Regions from separate parts of the Zea mays genome. Here region 2 is linked to region 1. Evidence: chromatin contacts called from public Hi-C data. All regions are on one chromosome and are shown on one strand. The core of a region is the stretch at or near the end of the contact, and the rest is flanking DNA. Distances in the headings are between cores, read along the strand shown. Region 1 holds the start of LOC100502389. Region 2 holds the start of LOC100194372.

Region 1 (5,054 bases), core at 1,274-3,773:
CAAAGGAGATATCGATATTTACCCAAACCCATTTCGATTACTCTCGCATTCCTAGAAATACAACTACTCCCTTACTTTCGGTTCCACTCGGAAAACCACCACACTTTGATGGTGAAGATTATTCTTGGTGGAGTCATAAAATTAAAGGACAATTATACTCACTCTACCCAAGTATTTGGGATGCTATTGAATTAGGGATGCAAATACTGAATAGCGATGATGAGGACTACAACCCCGAGGAGGTGAAGCAAATTACCCACCTCAGCTCGCAAGCAACAATGGTACTTGTTGGCTCTTTGTGTAAGGAGGAATACAACAAGGTCAATGGGTTGGAGAGCACCAAATAAATTTGGGACATAGTCAAGACGGTGCACGAAGGCAACAAGATCACCAAGATCACAAAGATGGATCTCTTAGAAGGGGAGCTCGGACGGTTTTCCATGAACAAGGGAGAAGGACCATAAAAGATGTACAACTAAATCAAATCCTTGGTGAACCAAGTCTGCAATTACGGGAGCAAGAAGTGGATAGATCACGAAGCCGTCTAGCTAATGCTAAGGTCTTTTACCTCCGGTAATGCTACTCTTGTAACCTTAATTTGTGAGAATCCTAGGTACAGTAAGATCATTCTGGAGTAAGTGCTTGAGAAGTTCTTTAGCCACGAGATGATGGTTAAGGATTCCAAGCACGTTGAGAATTTGGCACAAGGCAATGTCACCACCACCGAGCCACAACCCATCGCCTTGAGGCCGCAACCGAGAAGGAGGAGCCCCCAAGCAAGGAGGAAACCATAGACATTTATGGGCTCAATGATGAGGAGATGACCCTCAACATTAAAAGCTTCCGACAAATCCTAAGGAACTAGAAGGACAAGGATTATAAGTCCCATGGCAAGAGGGCTTGCTACAAATGTGGTAAGACCGATCATTTCATAGATAACTATCCATATGCTAAGGATGATGATAGAGAAGAGGAGAAGAATAAGGAAAAGAAGATGGTTGAGAAGAAGAAATTATTCATTAAGAAGAAGGGATGTGAAGCCCATATTGGCAAGGAGTGGGACTCAGATGAGGACTCCGACGACGACGAAGGCATCGCCACCCGCCTTCAATTCAACAAAAGTGCTATCTTCCCCAAGGCCAACCACACGTGACTAATGGCTAAGGAGAGTAAGAAAAAGATATACTCCAGATCCTCTTATTGAATTAATTAAGACCATCAACGAGAATGATGAACTCCTAGAGAAGCAGGAGGATCTACTCGTTGATGAAACTAGAAAGAATGAAAACTTGAGAAAACCATAGCCCATGAAAAGGAAATGAATAAAACTTCAACCCATGACCTAAATGTTTGGAATGATTCAAATTCTTATCTTAATGGTGAAAAATAGATCTTAAAGTCAAGATTGAGAAATCGAATGTTTGCCATGCTTCTACATCTTCTGTTGAGCATATTTCCATTTGGTCTAGATGCAAAGATATAGATGTTGATGCTTTTGTTGCAAATATTGCCTTGATTAAGAAATTGAATGAACACATTGCTAAACTAAAAGCTAAAATTAGCGAGTATGAACTTGAGAACGGGAAATATAAATTTGCTCGAAGTATTCTTTTTAGTGGGGACGCCTTGGGATTAAGGATAGTGTTGGCTCCTAAACAGGAGGCAAAGAGAACACTATATGGATCAATCTCTTCATTATTTTCGTTTAAACTCTAGTACACATTCATATAGAGTATTCATTAATTTTTGAAATTATAAATTTAATTTTCTTGGCATATTTACTATTTTCTATGAATTAAACGAACTACTGGATATCTGTTTATAGAAATTATAAAAGAATATGTAAATGTAGTAAAAAATTCCGAAATTTGACATGACACGTATTTTGATGATAAAAACATGACACAAAAGTTTTAGAAGATTTTGCAGCCTTATGTCAAAGTATAATATATATTTATGTGTGCCATATATTTTTATTGTTAAAGAATATATATGTATTTATTAATGAATATGCTCATAAGGTATCTACATACTACGTTCATAATTTACTCGTAACATGATTTTTTACCGATGATAAAGTCATCGATAAAAACAACCTGAATCTCTTTATAATATTATATTCCAAGTCAAATAAGTATTCCGTATTCGAATGCCGATCCGAATTCAATTATTTATTTATTATTCATATTCAATAATATTTATATTTAAATTAAAATACGGTAAATAGTTACGCCTAAATTCGTTTTAGTTTTCATATGCATGGATCTGAATCCATCCCTACCCAAGTGGGGCCTGCTGAACGCCCGAATCTGATGTACTGTACCGCGTGGGCAGAGCACTGCAGCTTTCCATAAACAAACACTTTTTACCGTGCCCTGCTCTTTACTCTGCCCTCCTAAGTCCTGACCTCCATGACTCCATCGGCTACCGCCTTCGTCCCACACGGTCACGACCCTCACCTGACCACCTCGGCGCTCAACAAAAAACCAGCTCGAGAGACAGAGAGCGAGAGGAAAGACAGCAGCCGAAGTTGGAGGAGACCCCAAGGCAGTCGCAAAGGAAGGGAGGGAGCTTTGCTGGCCCGGGCATTTGGGAGACCCACCCCGCGCGGGAGTAAAAGAGAAGAGAAAGAGAAAGCGAGAGAAGAAAAGGCGGCGCCTCATCACGGTCGCCCGCCTGCTCGGCCTCTTCTCCCCCCTCCCCTTCCTGTCTCTGCGTCGCGTTGCGGTTGTGCGCACACCTGGTCGTTCTCGGTTTCCTCTCCTGCGGTTCTGCCCAGTCCTCACGGCTTCCTTTTTCTTCCGGGCCACTCTCCGCCCTCTTCCTTGCTGCGCTCGCCCTTCCTGCGCATTGCTCCTCTGTTCCCCCCGTCGGTCCGTTCCTGAGCGCAGCCGCTTCGCGTCCCCTTGATTCCACCCACTGCCTAATATGCGTCCGTCGCGGCGGCGGCGGTTGGTGCTGTGAGCGACTAGCGGCGGGACAAGGGGAAGGGATTCCGTCGTGCTGTGCGAAGGCCTCAGGAGCCGCCGGCATTGTGCATGGAGGGTGAGGAGGACGGTTCCGGCTCCGCGGTGCAGCGCCCGCCTCCGCAGCAGCAGCAGATACGGGTGGTGCGCTGCCCCAAGTGCGACAAGCTCCTGCCTGAGCTGCCCAATTACTCCGTCTACGTCTGCGGCGGTTGCGGCGCCACGCTCCAGGGTTGGTGCATCTCCCATCTTTTTTCATCTGCAATCACTACCTCCCCTACTTCTCTTCTGTTCTTATCGGGCATCATTTTTCTTCTAGCTGTACCCATTCCACTTGCATTTTTGTTGAATTAGATCAGCAAGTTAATTTCACGCTAATCATCAGTTCATCTGCCCCAATGTGGCATTGTTCTCGTCAAAACACATGGTTAATTTTTGAAATGAGCCCGTGGGGATTGCTGCTGCTGGGTTGGTTGCTGCTTGGGCGGTTTCCTGGGATGCCGATATGACCAGCTCGTTTCGTCCTCTTCTTCCCAAAGATTCCATTTTTACGGCTTATTTCCTTTAACTTCTACTCTCCATTTCAATTTTGCACTATCCGGCGACAACTAAAATAAAATGACGGAAGTAAGCAATTTTGTTTAGTATTGTTATTTCTTTTCTTTTGCTCCCCATTGTTGTCAAATGCTCGTTTCCTTCTTTTAGGCCTCATTTGTTGTATTCGGCTATTCGCAACTTCTTCCCGATTTGGCCTCCATCCTGCCACACTTGGTACGATGGCACAGTAAATAAAACTGCTGTCTTTGGTGAACCCAACTCTTTTTGGCAGTAATTTCGCGCCAAATCTTGTTTCTTCACAGCCTGCCGCCAAAGTTAGTTTCCGTACCCCAAATGCCTGGAGTTCATAGGCAATTTTTCCTCTATCCATCCCCACTGCCGGCCTCCCTTTTTATCAAAATTACAAAGATTATATTTTGGGACATTCCACTTGGTGTAGGTTTCTGTTGGTTATTTTGTAACGTCTTGAACAGGAAGGGTACCTTGTTTTAGAATGCGGTGGGTTGTAAATGGAATGAATCTTTCCTTACATTGCTTGAATATTTTGATCTTATCACTTTTATGACTCAGAGCATGGATCATTGCTAGGCAGTATCTCGGTTTTTGTGGTTCCCAAACCGAAAAAGCTTGAACCCATTGAATTTTCTAGACCTTCACTGTGATGGTCACTTCTACGCATTTCTTTGGATACAAAAAATGGCCTGTGGCTGGCAACAGGGAAGGTCTTTCTTGTTTGAACGAGTCTCCATTCATTTAAAAATCTGAAAATAATTGGAACCAACTATTTAAACTGGTCCACTTGCAATTCTGTATTCTCTCTTTAGTTTCCTGTTAACATTCGCCACTGTCTGGTCCTGTGTTTGCTGTTGCACTAATATGATCTTAGGATGTTCAGTGTTGACTGATGACTGGCAGAATTTGTTAGGGAGGTGGTTGTAATTTTGTGCAAATTCTTGGATCCTCGATTACTCATTCTTTGTTTTGAATACTTGTTCCTTGTAAACGTGCCGTCATTTCCAGTGATTAGCTGAATGTTTATGTTCTGTCTATTCTCATGTTCACATTTTTTCCCGTTAACCATTCGCAGCAAAGAAGAACTCAGGATCAGATACTTCTTCAGATAAATCTGATACTGCTGAGCATGTGAAGTACCTTGAAGTGCTCGAGAGTTTACCAGATAAGAAAGGAGTAGCGTCTGAAGCTAGCTGTGCTGTTCGAGAAGCAGAGACCAATAAAATCGAAGCTGGGTCAGAAGAGAGGTTTGTACCCAGCTGCTGCACCATGAAGCTTGAACCTGCACTCGGAGATGACAGCAGGGAAGTCCGGGAGGCAAAATACCGGCGCATTCGTCATGAAGGGAAAGGAGAAGCAAAGCAGCCAGCGACAGCAAGAGACAGATCACCAAGGCCTGTGGTTAACAGCATCCCTTCTAATGCTGACCCTGTAGAAGGGCCATTTGAGTGCCATATGAGACCGGGATTCATATACGCTAACGGCGAGAAGGGCCATCTGAGTGACAGGAATTTTGAT
Region 2 (5,054 bases), core at 795-3,294, 380 kb before region 1:
AGAGGCCGCGGGCTCAGCACCTGCTCCGCGTACGCCTTGCGGTGCTTCTTCGTCTCCAGCGAACGCAGCACCTGCTGAAGCTCCTTGATGTAGTCCACCACCCCGCCTATGATGGATGCTTGGTCACCCTGCATGCAGTTCGTTATGTTTATATATATTGCTTGCTGATCACCTGAGCAACATGAGCAGTCAACATGCTACACCATTTTTTTTTCTTTCCATGCAACCTCCTTCAAGATTGTAAACAACAGCAAAACTAAGAGCACGAGGATCTTAAAAAACCGTTTTTTTATGAGAAGCGAGCGTGTGGCGCTGTATTTGGTTGCATGGTTGTACAAAACATCAGTAGTATGCTGCAGGCTGAACGAAACATGCTTGTATGTGATATGTATCCATGCAAAAGGACGGTGTACGATCGTCCATATACTGTCTATAGCTGCACTTGATGACCGTACCTGCCTCCTCTTCTGTAGCATGTATGCATCTCGATCTGTCTTTTTGTTGTTTTATTGCCAAGTGCAATAGGATGCAAGTCTGGTGCGTGTAATAGGTATGTATAGTTCCACCGATTATTGCACCTTGTAAAACGAGGATGGTTGTTGTTTTATTTGATGCATGATCCTGCAGTCGTCAGTAAAAAACTAAAATCTAGGTTATTAACAAGCTACATGCATATATCAGCATATAGGAGTATTATATTCGGTTTTTTAAGGTCTTGCCCTTAGTTTTGCTAGTCGTGTTTTTTTCTCGGTCTTGGCGCGGTGTGTTTTCAGCTGGATTACTGCTGTTTTATACAAACATGCAGGAATGCCTTAATGGATTAAAAATCGAATATATGATGCGGCGTTTTTCAGTTGGATACATATGCTGCTGTGAATCTGTGATCAATTCATGCAAGGAAAGCTTATTCGATTAAAAATCAAAGACGCTGCGGTATTTTTCAGTTTGGATTACTACTCCTGTTTTGTTCAAATCAAGCAAGGGCGAAACTGGCTTATATTAGATTAAAAATCATGCGATGGAACATTACGCATGCGTACCTAGAGATTTGCTGAATACTACACGCTCTATCTTAGATTATATATAACTTTTATTTTGTACCTATATATATATACAATATATCTAGATCGATATATATAAAATATATATATGTATCTAGAAAAGGCTCAAATAATTTGTAAATTAAAACGTAGGAAGTACTTAACTAGCAAGTCAAACGTAGAACAAAAGAGCAACGAATGCATATATATACTGCTATATTTTAAGACAATTTAGTAGTAGATTACTAGATTTTTTATAGCTTATTAGCTATAAGTACTAGTCTTACCCTTTTGACGTAGAAGCAGGGCATGAGCGAGCGCAGCACGGCGAGGTGCTCGTTCATCTGCTTCCTCCGGTTGCGCTCCACCGTGATGTGTGACATCTTCGCCGCTCCCTCGTCATCGGACACCGCTGACGAACCCTTGTGCTTCTTCTGCGCGGGAGCGCTGCCGCCTTTCTCCTCGTCGCCCGTGCGCCGCCGGCTGTTGTTGGTCCCAGCCGCCGTTTTAGCTCCCGCGGTGCCAGCAGTGCAGCCCTGGCTATATGCTCGGACAGCAGCCGCAGAAGAACCACCTCCACCACCACCACCACCACTGGCGCCGTTCGTGCGCTCCTCCCACGTCCCGACGATGCTGAAGAGGTCCTCGGCTCCCGACAGGCGGTGCCGGAGGTTGCGGTGGTCGCCGATCACGAGCTCGCACATGCCGCCGTCTTCCATTGGTGGCCGCCGCCGCCGCGCGCAGGGAAGAAAGTGCCGTAGTGCACGGCTGGCACAGGAATATACGCAGGCTGTAGCTGCGGCCTATGCACGTACTTGCTGTCTCAATCGTGTGCTAAATATAGCCTCTGATGAATCTGATCATAGAAGAAGGGGTGGGAGCTGAGGAAGTATGCGAAAAGTGAGGAAAATTTTGCTTGCTCGATCTCCTTTTATGCACAAGCTCGAAAAAGTGAGAGGATCGGAGGAGAGAGAGAAGGAGAGGCAAGAGTAGACCGTTTGCTGCTGATCTTGTTAGTGTCATGTGAGAGGACCAAGAGTCATAAATACAGGGGAAGAGACGGCTCTAGATGGGGGAGCCTGTTCCACTGGCACTGATACGGCGGCCAGGCCACAACCCTAACTGCGACCTTGGCACATCTCATGGGCCCTACAGATGTCTGAAGGGTTTAATGTGGTGCTGGATGTGGGATCATTGTGTGAAAATTTAACCTGCAATCTATAGAACCACCTTGGTTAGATCTGTGGCCTTTTAGCTGGGGTAAATAATCCATGCATCTTAAACTGACCGCTCATTTTTGGACGCGGTTTCTATTTTTTAGGGCTAGTTTGGAAACCTTCATTTTCTCTTGGTAAAATTAAAATCTCTTGGAAAAATAGTGTTCCCAAACTAGTCCTTAAAGTGCAACGTATATCCTGTGCAACTGGCCATGCCGGTGCATTGTTTTTCCCATGACCCTTCTGCTTGCATTGGGTGAGAGCATTGGCCGGTGCCTGCTCATATATCGCCCTGGTACTGTCCACGCCTATCAATTTGCAGTTCTAGACTTAATGAATGTCTTGTGGTGACAATAATGCTGAATATGTTTGGATTGGTCAAATAAAATGGTGGACAATGAACCACACTATCTTTCTTTGCAAATAATGTTGTCTCTGAAAATACAGGGAACAATCTACTTGTATAATTAATCAAGCGTTGCTTGTCACATTGTTTGGGCAATTACCTGCATCATGTTTTCCACACATGCGGTTACTATGACGCTTGCCTGAAGCACTACGGGACGGAGGAGCAGTTGAGCGGCGCCCTCACCGAGGCATGTGGCCGGAGCAGGAACCAGACGATACCCTCACCAGCGCAGCAGGATAAAGAGGGGTTTAGTTCGTGTCTAACTGCATTATATTTTCGTTTTAATTGAAGAACTAATTTTAGACGACAGAAAAGTTAGGTAACCAAATATGTCCTGAATCGTCCAACTTGTGCGCGGGGGTTAACAGTAGAAGTGCCGACGCGGGCGGCCTGGCGGGCGTCTAAATGCAAATCAGCTGCACATCACGCTGTAGCCCTTGCATTGGATAGCCCTCCGTGAGCCGTGAGCCGTTTGCATAGTTCCACCGGCATGGCCGGTTGCACAGGATACATTGCTTTAGATAAAAGCACCATATCTCAAGGCACAACAACAAAGTCTTCAATTAGTTTTTAACGTTAGCTTCTGCCCCAAACAAATAAAAACTCAAACACAACACAACACTTAATAAGCACTAGTCGGTTGCCCGTGCGTTGCGACGACTTATAACAATACTCACGTAAACTATCCACAAAAAAATCTCAATATTATTTATTAATTGTCTCCGCTCTCCGTATAATATTTTTTGATTTGGCTAACTGATGTTATTGTTTACTCTATCCAATATGTCTTAGTACAACACGGTCAATGAAGTGAGCGATTAGAAGACAGTTCACAACGACTGACTGAATGAAAAGAGATTATAGAATGACATAATTCCACCATACAGAGACCAAATAAGAAAAAGTTTGTGATCCCAAGTTTCTAAAATAAGTCACATGAACTCAAACTTATAAAAAAGATAGAACAAAATATGGAGTGGTTGCTAAAGTCAGACATCAATAAAAACTGGATGCGCTCCATATAAATATGCTACTTCGTAGCAATTACTAACGTTTAAAACCAACAAATAAACTTTCATTTTACTGTTAGTGTGACAAATCATTGTTGTTCCATCCAATTCAGCAACCTCAAACACCATGGAATCCATTGCGTCAATGTGGTGTCAGAAACGACCTAATGCTTGCAAGAGCCAAGAACGTTGTGCCATGCTTGGGCTGTAGCCTCGGCCCGTAGTGCTGGCCCGACATGATTATATTTTTTTATTTTACAAAAAAAATGTGTATCCATATACAATTTATATTCAATATTAAAACACCTGAGCATGATGTTCTATGGGTTAGACAGCTTCACCCAGTGTCTCCCGCCCTTCTTCCATTATTAGGGCATAGGTGTAAGGCTCAAAATGTATACAAAAAATATAATAATAATAACAAAATAAATATATGAAGAAATGAAATAATAAATTCAGATATCTCAAATTATACTTGAGAGTTGAAAATTGAGGACTGAATTTTGAAAACCAAGAATTATTTTAGAAAATAAGTAATAGAAAGGTTTTCGATTCAACTAAATGACTATTCATTTCATTAAATGATGCACTATAGGCATTTTGTACTTATGAAAATGTGGTGAAACATTTTAATAAAGAGTCATAAATCAAACTTGGGGGCTCAAAGTATAAATAAAAATTAAATAGAAAATAGGAAAAGGGATTTAATGGAACTATTTATTCCTCCCATAAATAAATAATAAGGAAAATATATCTATACTACCTATTAAGGCTCTAAGGGGTAGGCTGCCTCCCCTGGTTCTGCCTTCAGCCAATCTGCACCGTCCGCTCGCTTCCGTAAATCTACACCGTCCGCCTACCCACGCCCACGTTCGTCCCCCCTCCCCCACCCCGCGTGAGTCTCCGCCGCCCCGCCTCCCCCCTCCAGTCACGGTAACCGGCGGCGAAGCTATATGAGGTCGCCCGGGTCGAGATCGATCCGCCGCCGCCCCGCCTCCCTCTCCCCCAGCGCCGTGATGCCCGCCGCCGCGCACGCCCTCCTTCCTCGCGATGCCCCGCCGCCCCCAAACAGTTCCGTGCTCTGCTTTCTCCACCGCACGCACCCAAGCGCTTAGGACACGCCGCACGCCATCCGCTCCTCAACCGCTGCCCCAAACAGCTCCCGCGCTCCGTCTTCTCCGTCGCCCGCCCGCCCATTGCCTCACACGCCGCACACACTGCGATAAGAAGGCTCGTGCTCCTCGCCTCCTCCTATTTCTGTGGCTCCATGACGCCATGCGAAGGCGACTTCTTTTGCTGGTGGCAGTCCATCATAGGAATCTGCGTCGACGAGTTTGTTCGTGCATCCTTCGACTTTTCCTCTCCGTGCTCGTCACAC

The links. A called contact is a pair of places that touch in the nucleus more often than the background predicts.
Region 2: a Hi-C map of ear shows a contact between it and region 1, with 1.7 times the contacts expected there. The contact joins the promoter of LOC100194372 here to the promoter of LOC100502389 in region 1. A contact is called at or near these places in 2 of 25 Hi-C or Micro-C datasets (ear and tassel).

Annotation. Positions count from the first base shown.
Region 1 is chr4:231,461,018-231,466,071 of Zm-B73-REFERENCE-NAM-5.0, reverse strand. It overlaps LOC100502389, which reads left to right and starts at 2,523. Exons shown (of 5, transcript NM_001323927.1): 1 at 2,523-3,198; 2 at 4,612-5,054. The coding sequence starts at 3,039.
Region 2 is chr4:231,844,495-231,849,548 of Zm-B73-REFERENCE-NAM-5.0, reverse strand. LOC100194372 reads right to left here and starts at 2,044. Exons shown (of 3, transcript NM_001139407.1): 1 at 1,328-2,044; 2 at 1-128. The coding sequence starts at 1,759.